2 separate regions of the Macaca mulatta genome follow, and region 2 is linked to region 1. Evidence: chromatin contacts called from public Hi-C data. All regions are on one chromosome and are shown on one strand. The core of a region is the stretch at or near the end of the contact, and the rest is flanking DNA. Distances in the headings are between cores, read along the strand shown. Region 1 holds the start of MANF (mesencephalic astrocyte derived neurotrophic factor). Region 2 holds the start of TEX264 (testis expressed 264, ER-phagy receptor).

The links. A called contact is a pair of places that touch in the nucleus more often than the background predicts.
Region 2: a contact with region 1 is called in a Hi-C map of CD4 T cells, with 4 times the contacts expected there. The contact joins the promoter of TEX264 here to the promoter of MANF in region 1. A contact is called at or near these places in 4 of 14 Hi-C or Micro-C datasets (CD4 T cells, fetal cortex germinal zone, fetal cortical plate and 1 more).

The regions. Positions count from the first base shown.
Region 1 is chr2:114,855,852-114,860,459 of T2T-MMU8v2.0, reverse strand. It overlaps MANF (mesencephalic astrocyte derived neurotrophic factor), which reads right to left and starts at 2,895. Exons shown (of 5, transcript XM_015130831.2): 1 at 2,850-2,895; 2 at 2,650-2,847; 3 at 1,751-1,878; 4 at 219-360. The coding sequence starts at 2,880. LOC114676355 (a long non-coding RNA gene) reads left to right here and starts at 3,315. Exons shown (of 2, transcript XR_003727309.2): 1 at 3,315-3,530.
Region 2 is chr2:115,141,187-115,146,354 of T2T-MMU8v2.0, reverse strand. TEX264 (testis expressed 264, ER-phagy receptor) reads right to left here and starts at 3,136. Exons shown (of 5, transcript NM_001266193.1): 1 at 3,095-3,136; 2 at 1-107. The coding sequence starts at 73.

The DNA of each region.
Region 1 (4,608 bases), core at 1,646-4,145:
TAATCCTCACCTCCTTCAAAGTTTGCTGAAATATCACCTATTCAATAAGGCCTATTCTGACCTCCACCCACTTCCATGCCAGAGCCCTCCAGCATTTAGCACCATCTGTCAAACGATACAATCCACTCATGACTCTAGCTCATCATTTTCCTCTCCCAGATGGGAAATAAACCCAGAAGGTGCACAGCATTCATTAAGTAAGGACTAGGCGTACTCACCATACTTTAGCTCACAGATCTGGCTGTCCTTCTTCTTAAGCTTCTCACAGATCTTCTCCACAGGGATGTGGTGGGCCAGAGGCTTTGATACCTCATTGATGATTTTGGTGGCTGCATCATCTGTGGCCCCGATATAGTAGCACTGCATCAAGAAAGGACAGTGGCCTTCAGGAGGTGCTTGAGAGCCATCGCCTCCAAACATACTGACACCTTGAAACATCATCTCTCTGGTAGGGCCTAACTTTTTTTTTTTGAGATAGGGTCCCCCTGTCGCCCAGGCTGGAATGCAGTGGCACGATCATGACTCCCTGCAGCTTCAATCTGTTGGGTGGTGATCCTTCCCACTCAGCCACCCTAGTAGCTGGGTCTACCAGTGTGGGCCACCACATCCAGCTAATTAAAACTTTTTTTTTTTTTTTGAGACAGAGTTTCGCTCTGTCACCCAGGCTGGAGTGTAGTGGCATGATCTCGGCTCACTGCAACCTCTGCCTCCCAGGTTCAAGCAATTCTCCCTGCTTCAGCCTCCTGAGTAGCTGGGATTAGAGACGCCTGCCACCATGCCTGGCTAATTTTTGTATTTTTTAGTAGAGACGGGGTTTTGCCATGTTGGCCAGGCTGGTTTTGAACTCCTGACCTCAGGTGATCCACCCACCTCGGTCTCCCAAAGTGCTGGGATTACAGGTGTGAGCCACCGTGCCCAGCTTAAACATTTTTTTGTGGAGATGGGATTTCACCACTTTGCTCAGGCTGATCTCAAACTCCTAAGCTCAAGCAATCCTCCCACCTTGGCCTCCCAAAGTGCTAGGATGACAGGCATGAGCCACCGCACCTGGCCCACAGCTGCATTTTTCAGTGCCCTGCCTGTACTGGTAGTCAGATTCAGTCAGTGTAAACCCTGGACTCTTAACACATGCTCAGTCCAAGCTGGCAGCCACCAAATGAGTTTAAATGTCACCAGGGTTCAAACCTTTAACAGATAAGCCAGAGACTGCCAGGGAAATTAAAGTTAGAAAACCCATTGCTTCACTAGGGCTCTTGTCTTGATTTGGCCCTTGCCTATCCTGTGGGCACCCTGTCACCTTCTCCTGTCCACATACATGCCAAACTCGTTCAGGCCTCTGGGCACTCACACTGCTGTTTCCTGTATGGGATGTTCTTATCTCACTTCAATGATAACCTTTCCTCAGAGACTTCATGGCCACTCTAAATCAGCACCTAATGGTCCATTTTCTTCATGACACCCAGACACTGCATTATTTGTGTGCCTGACTGTCACTTCTTTCCCCTGATACTCCCAGTGCCCAGCACATAGTAGGTGCTTAATAAGGACTAACAGGATTAAAAAAAAATCACAGTTGCAGAATACATGCCTGCTTTGGGAAGGACATAGAAACACTTCAGTCTCACGTTAGTTTATGGAGAGTAGCTGGCTTCCTGAATAGACAGGCGGGCAAGGCCTTTTATCAAAAGGCTAGTGAAGCTGAGGGTTAACATGAGCCAGGGCCAGTTGGGGAGGGTCACCAACTACTTACCAACCGATTCTCTTTGCCTCTTGCTTCTCGGCAGAACTTTATAAGCTCGTTTTCAATAGTGGCTGGTGAGAATGTGACATCTCTGTCTTTGAGGTCCTGGTAAAATCTTCCCAGATAAGAAATACAAACTGGAAAAGAGAGGGACGGGAGATGCTCAGCAATCACCAAGCTGTTCCAATCCACCAGGAAGGAACTCCGCCAACAATTTTAATAGGAGACATGAGGATGAATCATTAGAGGTGAGCTTTTCCATCACCGATTTTTCTCAGTTGCCTACAGGTAGACGGAACCCGGTTCAAGGTGGCAGGGGTCCCCTGGTACACCCAGGTAATCAAAAGACCAAGCATCACCCAATGACCTATAAACGACTCCTCCCTGCTCCTTTCATCAAGTTTAAGCCCATGGTGAACACGTGTCCTTGAGACGGGACTCACTGTGACCTCGTAAATGGAGAGACTGGAAGGTGAGGAGAAAAACCATCAAAATGCTGCTGCTAATTTCCAAATACAACAGCGCACCCAGAGGTGCAGCTTCGTGATCCCAACAGACAGGGCGCAGCACCCACGGCCAGCCCTGGGGCTCCCGACGTCGGACGGGGAGCGGTAACCTCTGGACGGTGGTGGGGACAATAACTCAGGCGTGATGGAGATTTCAGGCCAAGTTTTCAACGGGATCTAGTCTCAACTTTTCCTCGTCGGACCAATGTTTTCTAGGCCCGGGCAAGATTTACTAGGGCGGGCGCCGAAGCCTCCTCGTGCAGGCCCCGCCGGGACCCCCCGTCGCCCCCGCCCCCGCCCTCGCCCCCGCCCTCTTGGCCCCCGCCGTCTGGTGATTTTGTGGGGTTCAGCGCCGTCGCCAGAACGGTCACGGAGCGCGGCCCCAGGCCCCCCATCCAGCACCTTCGCAGTCGCCTGGCCGCAGCGCCCGGCCGCCCGGCAGCACGCTCAGAGCCAGCGCCACCGCCAGCCCCTGCGTAGCCCACATCCTCCTCCTCCTCCTCCGCCGCTGCTGCCGCCGCCGACCGACTAAACCGCACCCGCCGCGCCGCGCCGCCTCCAAGTCCCGGCCGCGCGCCGTAGCTCCCCATTGGCGGGGGGCCCTCCGCGCCCTCCCACACGCCACATCTCCATTGGTCCATAAGCCGTGGAGCCCAGACGGGCGGCTCCACGCTACCCTCCCTCATTGGCTGGTGGTGTCTGAGCCCTAGACAGTTGTCGGCCGCTGATTGAACCCGGGCCGGCCGCAGGAAGCGGCTACAGCAGCGACGGAAGCGGCGTGGGCCACCATATTGGGTAAGGGCAGCGACTCTACTGAGGCTGGGTACCGCTAGCTGAAATGGGGTTCGCCACTGCCTTACATCTGTTGAGTTGACCCGCGTACCCCTGCTCTGGGCCCCAGGCTTGCTCGAAAAACCCTGCGGATTTCCTCGCCCGGACTCCGACTCGTGGCGCAGTTGTTCTGGGGTCAGCCAAGACAGCAGGTTAGGCAGGGAGGGCGGGCGACCGCAGGCAAGACTCAAAAGTTTCTTTCCTTTTTTCTTCTTTCCTACGCGTGGGCAACGGACCCAACCTTTGGAAGCCCATCTGCTGAACCTCCACCTGACCAGAGCCCGCCGTGCGTAGGCTGACAGGAGACGTGCGGGGTGGACGGACTGCGGGACATCCGGAGGAAGGGCTCAAGGCGCGCCAATCTCAAAGCTGGGCCGCCACTCTAGACCGTGGAGGGCAGCGCCCGGGCCGGATCATCGGTCGAGGATATGGGGTCGCCTCAGCGTGGGAAGGTGAGGGGCTCGGGAGGTGCCCTTACAAGCTCAGAAGCGTGGCTCAGTGGCTGGCCCGCCTTCTCCTGCCTCCCCGCTAGGCCTTCGGGGTCCCCTGTTGCTGAGGGGCCTCCTGAGTGGGGTCCCGGGGATCAGCAGAGAAGCACTGGAGGATGTTTCCATTTCGACTGCCCTCCTTTCAAGTGCCCCCCTGGCTTCCTGCGTTGGGGAAGGGTTGGCTCTACTCAGTGCAAAAAGGACATGTCTATGGGGCTAAAAAGGGCTTGGAGCCCGGCGACAAGGGTTGGAGAGGGGCACATCCTCCGCTCCCATTCAGTGAATTCAGTGGATCATTATCAGATATTCATCTTTAATTCACATCACAGCAGTCAAGGAAGTGGGGAAAGGGGGAAAAAATCAAGTGGCAGATATTTACATCTAAAATTCACATTACTTGTTGGATTTTGAACATGCTACCACAATATATACAGTAAAATACCTCTTGGGACAATGGTACAAATTTTGTTTCCTTTAACTTTGCTTTTCTGGTACAGGTAAGATCATTTTTAAATCACTTGTTTTCTTTAAACATGAATACACAAAAGAATGGTTAGAAGTTTTCTTGTTTTAAATAAGCACAGAATGCGTGAGGTTAAAAACACATTTATAGTGCTGAATACCAATTGGACATCACACTCTATACATTTTTTGCTCAAATTCCTGTACAAATACACAGCATTCAAATAGGTATTTACAAATAAGCTTGAAAGAATGAAAATCAGTATTTTACAATCTTCTCAAAGGGTTCTCATCTCTGGCCTCCCATTTCCCCTCAGACTGAATAATTCTCCAACAAAAGGGATTTCAGAATGTGTCCTTTTCATTCAGTTAGGGAAAATGGAAAGGGGAAACAAACGGTTTCAACTTGCATAATGCGAAGCCAAATGAACCCATACTCCCCTCCTTACCTCTTGTGCCACGAAGTGGAGAAGGTAGCTGTTCTTATGGGATGACTGCCTTGTCCAGGGATTGACGTTCAGAAGTGCCTTAAAATCTAAGCCCTCCTACCTATGAATCAAATCTGAAGCTAGCCCCGACC
Region 2 (5,168 bases), core at 1,887-4,386, 290 kb before region 1:
CAAAGGCCAGCAGCGTCAGCAGCAGTAAGAGAGTCAGGCCCCCAATCAGGCCCAGTAGTAGCAGGTCCGACATGGCTCTGGACCCCCCACACTGCACCTCAAGGCAGCTGTAAAGGAGAAAGAAGGGAGAGGAGGCTGGTAGCCTGCTCTGACAATGTGCCCACCTGCCCGCCAAGCAGTTCTGGCCCAACCTCCTCAGTCCTGCCTTGGGTGCTCTGACCCAGAGAGGGGAGGGGCCAGAGGTGTTTACACACAGAGTGACCTAGAAGGGAGCTACAAAGGATGACTGAAGCCACAAGCCTCTTTATTTCTTAATCGCAGTTGGTGAGGATCTCAGAGCAGCTCTACCTGTGAGCTGGCAGCCCTGGTCATACCTGGGGAAACTGAGTCATAGAGGGGCACAGGAATGAGTCAGCCAGAGACATACTCCTGGCCCTGAAAAGTCTCCCCCAAGATGCACCAGATACCAGCCAGCCTGCCTTTCCTCCACATTACCTCTTCCTCCCCACAGCTGAACCACGCCACCAGCCCAGCCTCCCCAAGCCTCAGGGAGGACTGCCAGAGGGAGGACTGGCAAATGCTAGGGTTCAAACACTTATTAATGAACAGGGAGACAAACCATACCGAACAAAAACCCGTGAGGGAAAATGTGCCTCAGGAAGAGAATTCCATAAGAAACTCTCCTTTTCTAAGTACATCTGGCCTTCAGGGACCTTGCAATCCAGCAAGCTCACCCATCCAGAACCAGAGGAAAGACCAGAGCAAAACGGCCTGAACAGCTAGAACAAAGTCCAACACTAAGCTTCCCAGACTTGAACCACCAATGTTAACAAGCTTCATCCCAATTTTCCAGCCCATAGAAGAAACAGTGAGGAGTAAGAGGAAAAGGCTGCTAAAAGGGGAGTCGCATAGCAGGAAGAAGTAAAAATTATCCATAAGAGGAAAAGAAGCTGTTCAACAGCAGGCCCAGGAACGTAACACAGAGGCCAGTGTGTGAGCTATTCAAGGCAGGCTGCCTAGGTCTTCAGGCAGCTTGGGGTCAGAGGCCTAACCCTCTTACAAGGAGGGCTTGACCTGAGTTGCCCAGGCGGGGGGAATAAATCACAGCCCAGAGAAGACTGTTTAAAGAGGAAGGGAGCCATGTGACCCACTGGGGGGACATTCCCACCTCAATTATTTAAAAGTAATATTTAACATTTAAAAAGTTTTGAAGCTGAAAAGGCCACACTGCAGCTTTGTGGAAAACTTAGCTCTGTGTAATTATTTCTTCCCTGTGGGTGCTGGGTGTTGATTTTATGCAAAAAAAAAAAAAAAAAAAAAAAACCGTCTTTGGAGTCAATGAGCACACAGTATTTGCTCACAAAGAGGCAAAGTAAATTTCTAAACTTTTTGTGTCAGGAAATTGAGGTGTTGCCCACTAGTCTCACCCATCTGTGCTTCTACCCATCAGTATCTCTCTCTTTTCTGCCTGTCCTACTCATCTCATCTCCAGTTACTTTCATTCCAATTTTATTTGATAATGATGAGAAATCTTCCACAGAACACTTACTATATGCCAGGAACTGTCTAAATGTTGAAACACAGCTACTTCATTACCTTAAAGCAATCAAGAGGTAGGTAAGGCTAAAGGTACAAGTGGTTAGAGGTTAAGAGACTTGCCTAAGGTAACACAGGTATTAAACAGAGCCACGTGGACCAAAATGCAGGCAACACAAGCCCAGACACTCTGACTCCAGGCCCCCATTTCCACTTTCTCTCTCTTCTCTGGTGACTGGCTTCCAGAAAGGCTCAAGCATTAAATCCTTGTTGGACATCTCTGAGCCCAAAGCTGGAAAACTCTCAGCATCTAGGCCCCCACTTGCCTTGGGAATGACAGACTCTCACCCTGATCTGCCATTTCAGCTGAACACTTCCTGTCTCCTCAAGGAAACTTAGTATCTACCTTTCTCTTCCTCTCACTTCCCAAACTGCTCAGAAAGGGGGGGGGGGGGAATGCACCTGTGCGTCTCAGAGGCTTGGTCGGCACGGGGAGGCGTAACATGAATTTCCCCTATATTCAAAAGTAAAGGAAGACGGTCTGGGAGTTCACCTGAAATGCCAGGCTCACTTTTAGTAACTGCTTGCATCCAGTGCGGCAGGAGCCGAGCGCTCCAGTGCTGGGAGCTGAAAGAACAGCCACCCCTGCCCAGGAAATAACCACTGAGCCGACCATCGTGCCCTGACTACCCTCCTCAGGGAAAGCCTACCGGGGCCTCTAAAGCACCGTCGTCCCATTCTCAAACCCTTTGGGGGAAATCAGAAGCTAAACCTAGCTTTACAAGGTCAGGGCTCTTCACTGGAGCTCTGGTCACGCCCCTCTTCCTGGAGGGCTCCAACCACACTTGGCGCTCAGAAACTGCCGCTGCCGCCGACCTTGGGCAGACTGCGCCCTCCCTCTAGCCTCGGTTTCCCCTCCGCTCGGAGGCCCGGCATGAACGCGTGCGGCCGGTGCCGGCGAGCGTCAGGGATGGCTGCGCCCAGCCGGCTTCCTGGTGCCGCTCACATGCGAGGCGGCGGAGGGCCGGGCCCTTAAACGGCCCCAGTCCTAGGCTAAACTTCGGTGCTAGCAGGCAGCGGGTGGACTATGGTGGGTCGGGGACCGCCGCCTCCCACTTTCGGATTCCAGCCCCTGCTCATCCCGGGCCTCGCCTATTTACTCAGAGCCTTTCTCTTCGCCCACCTCCTCACGGAGCCCCACGCACATCTGTAACTTAAGGGACGCTAAAGTTTGCAGCCCAGGCTGCGAGGCGCGGCCTTGGGGGACAGGGGCGGAGTTAAAACGCGACTCGCGCCTCTTTCCCCCACCTCCACGGCCCCGGGGCATGCCCTGCACCGGTGGCCGCCGCAGTGGGCTGCCCGTAAGAGTAGGGGCTGCCCCAACGTCGCATCCAGGCCCTCGGACCCGAGGCCATCTGTGGGCAAGACGATGCAAAGAGCGGCCCGGGCCGCGGGGGTCACGGAGGGGACACGGGGAGTCCTGAGGTCGCGCCAGGGCGGACAGGGGTCCCAGACCTACGCCCCAGCGGGTATGCCTCTTCTCTGGCCCGGCCCTCACCTCAGCAGCCGCCCGCTGCGGACGCCGATCCGCGCAGGCGGCTCAGGGCTCGGTTACGGAGCCTGCGCGCGCCCGCCGCGCACGCTCGCTCCGCCCCCTCTCGCGGCGGGACGTGGCCGTGGCCGTGGGCGCGTGCGCGCGGGAACCCGAGAGCGGAGCCTGCCCCGCCCCGTCTCCATGGCAACGGGCGTGCGCCTAGTCCCAGCGCCAGCTGCGGCGGAACCCACGGCGTACCTTCCCGCCTCCAACAAACTATCCGGTTGCTGAGGTTGATTTAGCAACACCCCCCGGCATCTGGGTTGCCAGGAGCACCATAATGACAGCCTGGCCCAGGCTTGGGTACGGGAGGCACCCCAGTGGTCCGCAGTAGAGGGCCAGGCTGGGGACCAGGGAGCTGGGGCTGAGGAGAATTTGTACAGGCTAAGGAGGTGCAGCACAGCAGTATCAGCCTCTGGCATTTGTACCACCTTTAGTCCTGCCACTTTCTCTCACTGTGGCTTCACAACAGACTTGGGAACCAAGCAAGGCATACACAGCTGAGGAAGCTGAAGCCCAGTCTGGGCTCGCGGAAGAAACTGGTGGATCCAATCTCTGCGTAGTGCAAATATCTGCTTCCTGCCTCTGTCCACCCATTCCCACTTCCGTGAGTACATTCATCCATGCAACACTTATTATCACTCCTTGCCAGGACAGTTCTAGGGGCTGGGGATAGAGTGAACAAAACCAAGGCACCGCCCTCCTGGAGTTCACGTTCCATGGGAATGCCCTTCTTCCAGGCTCCTCCCTCAGTGCCCGGGTTGTAGCTGGGGGAGGCTGGTCTACTTTTCTGGTTTAGCGATAACTTACGTGATTCCCACATCAAGTGTAAGCTCCTTGATGATTGGTTCAATCTTCGCCTCAAATTTCTGAGGACCTACAAACTACAAAGCACTCTTCTAGGGGCCCAAAGATAAAACGCTCCCCTAGTGAGAGTCCCGGACTTTTGGTGGGAGGTGGGGAACGTGACAACTATGCTTCTAAGCTTGGCTACAAGACCGGCGAGGCCAAGAGCTACTTTGGTATCCTGACAAGGACTGATGTTTGGGAGGGGATCCAGCAGATGGGAACACCACGAAGGTGGTGGTGGGAAAAGTCAGCAGTCACAGGGTGGTTCACCTTGTGGATCCCCACTACTGCACCAGCAAAGAGCAGGCTGGGCACACAGAGGCAGTCAGAATCCCAGCTTCCTTTCCCTGTGCTTCACATTCTTCCTTCTGCAGGCAGGGGAGATTGAACTTTATCTACAGGGCCAAGCCTGTCCCAGCTCTCTAGGCACACTGGCAGAACAGGCAGCTGGACCCTCACAGGCACTCCGGGCTGGGCCAGTGCAGGTCGCAGCAGTTGTTTTACCTATGAACATCAAGCACATGGTCAAACCCTCAGCTTAGGTGCCCCAGGCAGGCGGGCTACACACTTAGAAGCATTTCCTTTGACACAACGAGCGGCCATGGCCCAGGCTCAGAGACTGACAGCCTCTGCCTTCGGGGTCTGCGTGGTCATTTCTCCTGCTTCTCAGAAGGTGGTGAGCTTTTCCCAGGAAACCATTATAAGGAGGTGCCCATTCTTTATCTTGTTCTCTCTGCTCACTTCCTTTAGCCTGACTGGGGAACTCTAGAGCCCCACATCAGAGTTCAGCATGTGCCTCAGGAGCTTCAGCACCTCTTTTGTGGAAGGAGAGTCCGCTGGTGACTGGAGCTGCAGGCCATCACATCAGCCTGCCCAGCTTCACCTCAGGCTGCTTCCAACAGTGCCAAGTGAAGTCCCTTGGCAGGATCCCTGCAAGGCAGCGGCTGGCCACCAGGAGGCAGCAGCCTACTCTGCAAGGCACTTTCTTTACTCCAACCCCTTGTAACAAGTTGGAGGAAACAAGTTCGCCCAGCCACCTGCTACCACCCTCCACTCCCAATCTTTTTTTTTTTTTTTTTGAGACAGAGTCTCGCTCTGTCGCCCAGGCTGGAGTGCAGTGGCGCGATCTCCACTCACTGCAAGCTCCGCCGCCTCCCAGGTTCACACCATTCTCCTGCCTCAGCCTCCC